Linked DNA regions of Mus musculus: region 2 is linked to region 1. Evidence: chromatin contacts called from public promoter capture Hi-C data. All regions are on one chromosome and are shown on one strand. The core of a region is the stretch at or near the end of the contact, and the rest is flanking DNA. Distances in the headings are between cores, read along the strand shown. Region 1 holds the start of Aplp2 (amyloid beta (A4) precursor-like protein 2). Region 2 holds the start of Msantd2 (Myb/SANT-like DNA-binding domain containing 2).

The links. Promoter capture Hi-C pulls out the DNA fragments that hold promoters and counts their contacts.
Region 2: a contact with region 1 is called in a promoter capture Hi-C map of pre-B cells. The contact joins the promoter of Msantd2 here to the promoter of Aplp2 in region 1.

The regions. Positions count from the first base shown.
Region 1 is chr9:31,209,751-31,213,166 of GRCm38.p6, reverse strand. Aplp2 (amyloid beta (A4) precursor-like protein 2) reads left to right here and starts at 1,319. Exons shown (of 18, transcript NM_001357698.1): 1 at 1,319-1,544. The coding sequence starts at 1,440.
Region 2 is chr9:37,487,682-37,491,364 of GRCm38.p6, reverse strand. It overlaps Msantd2 (Myb/SANT-like DNA-binding domain containing 2), which reads right to left and starts at 2,044. Exons shown (of 4, transcript NM_146222.2): 1 at 1,532-2,044. The coding sequence starts at 2,041.

The DNA.
Region 1 (3,416 bases), core at 70-2,569:
ACATAGAGACCTAGCCATGGGAAAGTGCCACGGTATGATACAGCCCTCTCAGCATTCTGAGGTGGGTGAAATGACATCTGTGTAAGGTGTTTCCTGTAGGTGGAATGGAGGATTGTGGGAATGGAGCAGGAGCAGGAAGGGCTGTGCAATGGAAAGGTGTCTGGCATCCATTGAGAATGAGGCAGAGCCAGTTTGACCACAGCGGGACTGCTTACGTTGGCGTGCAGTTGCAGAATGCATCTGTAAAATACAGGGTCCTTACTGTCCCACTCTGCCCACTATAGACACTGTCTCTCCCTCTCCACTAAGATGCTTCCTGCGGAGAGGAACTTGGTTCTTGATATGGTTGAAGCTAAAGAAATGAGTCCAGGTCTCTGCAGAGGGTGGTACATAAATCACCCGCTACGGAAAGGAAACAAAGCCAGCAGAGCCCTCGTGATGGAGAGGACAAGGTGCCAGTTGTGAACTGGGGCAGCAGGCCGCTTTCCCAGGAACCAAGATGCTGGGGAGCATGAAAAAAGAGAGAAAGCGTGTCTTTTGCTTTAGAGATCTTAAACTGAAGAAAAATGATGCCAGAATCCTGTCCTGAAACACATGAGAAGGGGGGTGGGGGGGTGGGAGCTTGTGTTTCAGTGGCCTGGCGCCACTGGCCTCGGCGGGGAAGGCCTCTCTGTGCCGCAGGGGCTGTGACGACGAGGAGGGGCAGGGAAAGGACCTAAGGAGCAGAGGTCAGCGGTGTGCAGACACTGCGGGTTCAGGGGCGAAACAAGGGCGCAGAGGTCTGGGGGGGAAGAGCGCGCCCCGTGCAGCGCTGGGGAGAGCAGAATGTCGGCGTTCATCCTCCAGGGCGACAGGGTCGGTCCTCTGCAAACCGTCCGGAACTCCCAACAATTCATCCTGTTTTTAATTAAAACATTTTCCAGAAGCCCCAAAGAGGGCGGTACCCAAAGGAATATGGAAAATATCCTGCAGGGTTAGGGGAGTGGGGCGTGCCCAAATCCCGATGCTGAAGGTGGATGATGTAGAGCCACCCCAGGAGACAACCAAACAGGAGCCTCCCGCCCTGGGAACAGCGGCCCACGGTCTACCCGCGAAGACTCCTGCGCCCCCAGCCTCGGGTCCAGAGCGGGGGCGGGGCTGGCCGTGGCTTGGGGCGGGGCCACGAGGGGGCACGCGCTGGGCGGGGAGGGGAGTCGGTGTATCCGTGCTCTGATTGGACCTGGGCTAAACAAGGGGAGGTATCTTAGGCCAGTTATGCCGGCTCGTATTGGGTCCTGTCGAAGAGGGGCGTGGTTTTGTGAAGTCAGTTCCGGTCGATGTAAAACCCCCGGGGCGGCGGCGAACGGGCTTCAGACGCTTCTGGGTCGCGGTAGGGAAGCGCTGTAGCCTGGCTGTGCGAGAGACGGGGAGAGCCCAGCGCCACAGCGACCTGGAGAAGGATGGCGGCCACCGGGACCGCGGCCGCTGCGGCCACCGGCAAGCTTCTTGTCCTGCTGCTGCTCGGGCTCACGGCGCCCGCTGCGGCTCTGGCTGGCTACATAGAGGTGAGGACCAGGCGAGCTCCCGATCTGCGTCTCCTCCGGTCGCCCGGGAGCACGGCCTGTGGGCGGGCGTGGGACCGGGGGCGCGGCGCGAGGCTCGGCGCAGCGGCGGGTTGCCTTCCCCCCACCCCGCCCGCGCGCCTCAGCTTTGCGCAGAGCTTAGCGCCGAGGTCGGGCTGCCTCTGTCGCCGCAGAGGCCAAATGAAAGGCGTCGGGGCTGCGGGGCCGCCCCAGCCCCCTACCCGCTGGCGGCGCCGCCGCATCCTCGGGGACACCGCACCGCGCGCTCTCCCTCCCCCGGGGCCGTGCGCGCCTCAGCCGTGCGCCCTGCGGCCCCGCGGCGCTCTAAATGGGGCGGCCTGCACCGGGTCCCCGGTGCCCGCAGCGGTCGGGGGCCTGGGCTTCGGGCTCGCACCTTGACGGTCGGCGCGCAGCAGTCGTTGACCAGGTGGACTTGGCAGCGGGGATGCGGCTCCAGCCCTGGCGAGTGGCCGAGATGCCGAGGGAGCGGGGAGAGGAGGCGCCGCCAGGGCAGCGGGGCGCTCTGCGCCCTCCCTTGCCTCCCAGTCGTTTGCACAAGTCTGGCAAACTAGGGAGCCCGGCTTTCCTCCTCCCAGGGGACGTTGAAGCTATCCACCAGTACATTTGGAAAGCTTCAGGGGGTACTTTACGTGGGTCAGGGTCACAGTGATTGTTCTGCACCAGAGGTCACCCCCGTTAACCTGGTGAAGTCGTCTAGGGTCCCAGGTGGTTGGCGGGAGTTCAGGCCGCTGGAAGAGCCAGGATGTCGGATGTGGAACCCGTACTGCAGCTTGCTCTGCACCTAGCCTCCCCGCAAGAACCCTCTGTCGCCTAGGGAGACATGGGACTTTATTTTTACTTACTTTCTCGAAATAATGCTTGAACTGTAGGACTGGACTGTGTGTTTCTGGTGTTGTTTATTTCTTCTTGCGCCTGCTTGTATTAAAAAAAAAAAAAAAACCCACCGTGGCTTTCTGTACGTTGAGCCAGTGTCAGAGATTGCGTTTGATAAAATAGGCATGACCTGAGAATGTTCTAATTAAAAACCCGGCTCAGAGTGAATTCATTTCTACAGAATGTGTAAATATTTCTATTGGTAAAAAGATCTAATGAGGAAAAAAATCTTCCGGATGGCACATCTTAAAACAATCTTTGTATTCATCTTGCTTGAAACTTTTTGACTGAGGTGGGAAAAAAAGATAAGTCTTAAGTAGAAACAGTTAATGTTTATACACACGAACTTTTCGATTCTTTCAGCTTCCACACAGTTGGTAGGGCTGTATCTGTGATCCCTGATAAGATGTCACTGGGAAACAGCTACATTGAGCGGGGATAAGAAGAGAAGGGTGGGGAGACCGAGTTTTATATATTGGGTGGGACTTAATGGGTCAGTGTCAAAAACCATTGTTCACACTCCACCTCACTTTCCAGCGGTGTGAGAAACTTTAGGTACTAGTGAATTCACAATAAAGAATTCATCAGTTTTAAAGAATCCATTTAATATTTAATGTCTCCAGGGGAAAAATACCAATATCAGAATTAGTTGTTATGGATTAATTTTGACAGATCGCCACGCTGTTCAATTGAAAAGTTTGTCTAAACAAAGTAAAAAACATTTTTGCAGAATGCTTTTAAAATGGAGTTTTGTAGACTTTTCACTTCCTTGGAACAATATTTTTATTCACACTGTCATTGTCTCAAGTGGTCTTTCCTTTGGCTGCCTGGCAGAGTTTTATTCACATGTGTACATTCTCTTTGCTTATTTGCTGTCAAGCAGAGGATTGCTAAAGCCATAATTCAGATGAGAATGGTTTAAATCATGATGTCTTTGAGAAGGCCCTTATTGAGATTAGC
Region 2 (3,683 bases), core at 795-3,294, 6.3 Mb before region 1:
AAACAGGCATAATTTACAAATGCCTAAGACACTCTCAGAACTCCAGAAAAGTTTGTGGGTGGATGCTACACAGGGCAGCTCAAAGAAACTGCCCCAAATTTAACATGAACGACCCTGAATAAAGCAATGAATGAAATCCAAACAACATATTATCTAGTACATATTATCTCAATGACATTCTTGTTTAACAAAGGAGCTCAATAAGAATCCTCAAATGAACATAATCAAATAATCTAACTTTGCTTTCTAATGGGTGTAAAATTAATCTAACAGTTAACAATGAAACCGCTGTTTCTGGAACAAATTTTCTAAGTAACAACGTCTCCAAATGAACATCTGTGGAGCCAAGGCCTCATGAACTATGGCACAATCCCCCCCACCCCCCATTCAGTGTGATTACCCTTACTTAAACAACTATTCTTACTGAGTTTTATGGTTGTTTGCTAATGTGATATTCTCAGTTGTGACTCTTTTTCGTCCCCAGAAAAAGTAGCCTTCACTATGAGAAGTGAACACTAGGTAAACACAATGTAATGTTTTCAATGAAAACTGGGAGAAACTCTGAGCAGACACTAGTAAGAGGGAAGAGCTTAACTAAAGTACAGCTCCTTGTCTGCAAAGGCAGATACGAAGGCCTAGACAACGCATTAGAAACAGTAAACCGATATGCAGGCTGATGGTAAAATTAACCCACATTAAGCCTCCACATTTAAACATGCTGATGCATAAGGATGGCCAGATGCATACTCGGTTTTACTTGTCCGCATCCGGGCACCCTAACTAAAGCAGAAAAAACCTGGGTGACAAGAGAGGGCTTCCTCAGAATTAGAAGCCTCCTGACTCTCAAGGCAACCTGACTCTGAAAAGATCGCCAGTCCAAATTCCAAAAGAACCTTCAAGCAGACTAACGTTCAAGGTGTCCTCTACTGTCCTCTACCTCCACGATAACAATACACGACCTTTCTTTCACTAAGCCTTTCCAGCTCTCCAAAAGCACCTCAAATCTTGCTAGTCCTTGTATCACCTCAACTGACAAGCAAAGCGACTGACACAAAAGGCCAGCCGTCCCAATGCTCTATTCTTGAAACTTCAGCAAAGGAAAAAAATCTTACACTGGGCGCTCATCCGGCCCTCTGCTACCCTTCCTCAATTCCATCCCAGCTGGAAAGCTTCAGTCTGGGAGCCCCTCTATCTGGGAACAAAGCAGTGCGGGCGACAGCACCCGCGACAGTTGCGGGCCCCGCGCACAATGAGAGAAACTACCAACTTCAGAGCGCAGGAACATCCTCAATTGGCAAGAAAGAGGGGCGGCGGCAGACACGCCCAACTTCAAACTCAGGAAACCTACGGGCTGGCGGCCATCTGGAAAGAAGCGCCCCTTCCCAGGGAGAGAAGAAAGAGGCGGAGCAGACACAAGGGATACCCGGGGCCCGGGAGGGGAGCCCCGCGCTCGGCCCGGCCCCCGCCCCCAGGCCCGTTTCCCCGCCTTCTCTGCCTCTGGTTCGCAGCCCCGGGCAGAGCGGCCGGTTACCTTGATGCGCTCCCGGCACTGGGACGGGGTCCGCTCGTAGCCCAGCTCGGCCAGGGCCCGGGACACGCGCTCGTACATGGCCGGCCCAGGGGCCTTGCTGCCGAATACCGTGCCGGCTCCCTCCAGCTGCTGGTACCGCGCCTCCACCAGCCGCTCGTTGCCCCATACAGCGATGAGCGCGTTCGTCTCTGCCGGCGTCCACGACATACCCCGGCAGGCGGCGGCAGCGGCCGCCGCAGCCCCGCCACTGCCGCCGCCGGGCGAGAAGGAGACCGAGGACGAGGCAGCGCCGCGGCCCCCCAGCCCCAGCCCGAGACCCCCGGACGCCGCGGCCCCCGAGCCCGCCGCGCTGCCGGGCCCGAGAGGGGAGGCTCCCCGAGGCGTGGAAGGGTCGGACAGCGATGGGTTCCCGTCGCTCAGGTCGCCGGGAGACGCCGGGGAAAGCACCTCCATCTTCGGAATTTTGAGCGGCGAGTTGGCGGGCAGCTCCGAGCCACAGGGCGCAGCCATCTTCCAAGCCGCCGCCGCTGCACCGCCCGGAAGTGACGCACCCCTGCATCCGGCCACCGGGGTCTCCGGGGCTGCCCTGGGGCCTGGCTCGGGGCTGAGTGGCTCGCCGCGGTCAGAGGGCCCGGAGGATGTGTCTGGCTGGCCCAAGCAGCCCGCAAATCTTCGCCTTTCCCCTCCAGCCAGCTGGTGCCGGCCGCTCCTCTCCCGGGAGGAGAAGCTGGGACCCGGCGCACCCAAGCTCCGAGCAGAGAAGGGTGGGGGCATGAGGGCGCGGGAGTGAAGGACTGGTTGGAGCCTCCCCACTTCCTTTCCAATCTCAACCCTCACAACAGGGGTGAGGCCCGCGAGGGCCTCGAATTAAGGACGAATTGGCTATTTCTGTTTTCCTGTCTCCGCCCCTGAGCCTATCCTCCCTCTAAGCCCGCCTTTAGGTACGGGAACCGAGGTCCAGACTGGAGACTAGGAAACCCTACAAAGGGTATGTGGAGGAAGGCAAAGCGGGAAGGCTGCTTGCAGTGGTTCTGGACAAGACTTTCGAGAACAGATATGAGTTAGAGTTTGCACGCTTTAGCTTTTCAAGAAACTCAGCCTCTATAGCAACTCTGATTGCACTCACGTGTTCTGCTAGGCAAACACCCTGTCACTGAGCCACACCCACAAGCTTCGTTTCGTTTGTTTTCTTGTTCCTCTGAGTAACTGTGTAGCCAATGATAAAGTAAATGTCTTTCTTGCTTTTATACAGTATCTATAATGGGGACATGAAAGAGCTCCAGAGCCCAGCAGAATAGCTACTCCGGTACCTCAGTCCACTGGGATTTGGGACTGGTTTAAAATTTCCCAGTCAAGTTCAAGGAAATGAAACTGTTCCTGTGACCTAGTAGTAAATTAGCACTCATCACTCACTCCTGAATATTTCCGTAAAGTCTTGAACATTGAAGTATCATATAGCTATAAGATATAACCTTGTTTGTGTGGTATTATTTTGGTTTTTGACACAAGGTTTTTCTGTGTTATCCTGGCTGTCCTGGAACTAAGTCTATAGACCAGGCTGGCCTCAAACTCCGCCTGCCGCCTCTGCCTCTGGAATGTTGGGATTAAAGGCCTGAGCTGCCACCACCACCTAGTCAATTTCCATATTCTTTAAAGCTGGAAATCCTGTTTATCTCAGATCATTAACTTTAAAACCTCAGTAGTGGCAGAAAGATGCCTCAACCAGTACAGGTATTTGCTGCCAAGCCCGCCCAATGACTGAAGACAACCTGCTCTCATGACTTGTTCTTTGACCGTCATACATGGGACATGCCACCCATATCCCCACACTTACACACAAAATTAAACTTCATTTTAAAATGTGTTCGTTTAGTTTTATGTGTATAAACGTTTGCCTATGTGTGTATGTGTGAAGGGGCCTGATGTTGGTAACGGTCAGCAAAAGGCATCAGATCCCTTAGAACTGGAATTACAAGACTTGCAAGCCATCTGCAGGTTCTGAGTCCCTTGTAAGAGTAACTAATGAGTAATCTCTCCAGGCCCCACGCAAGATAATTTAAAAAAAAGGGGGGGGGGGTGTTTGTTTGTTTGTTGGTTGGTTTTGGTTTGTTTTGTTTTGTTTGTTTTTTGTTTTTTCGAGACAGGGTTTCTC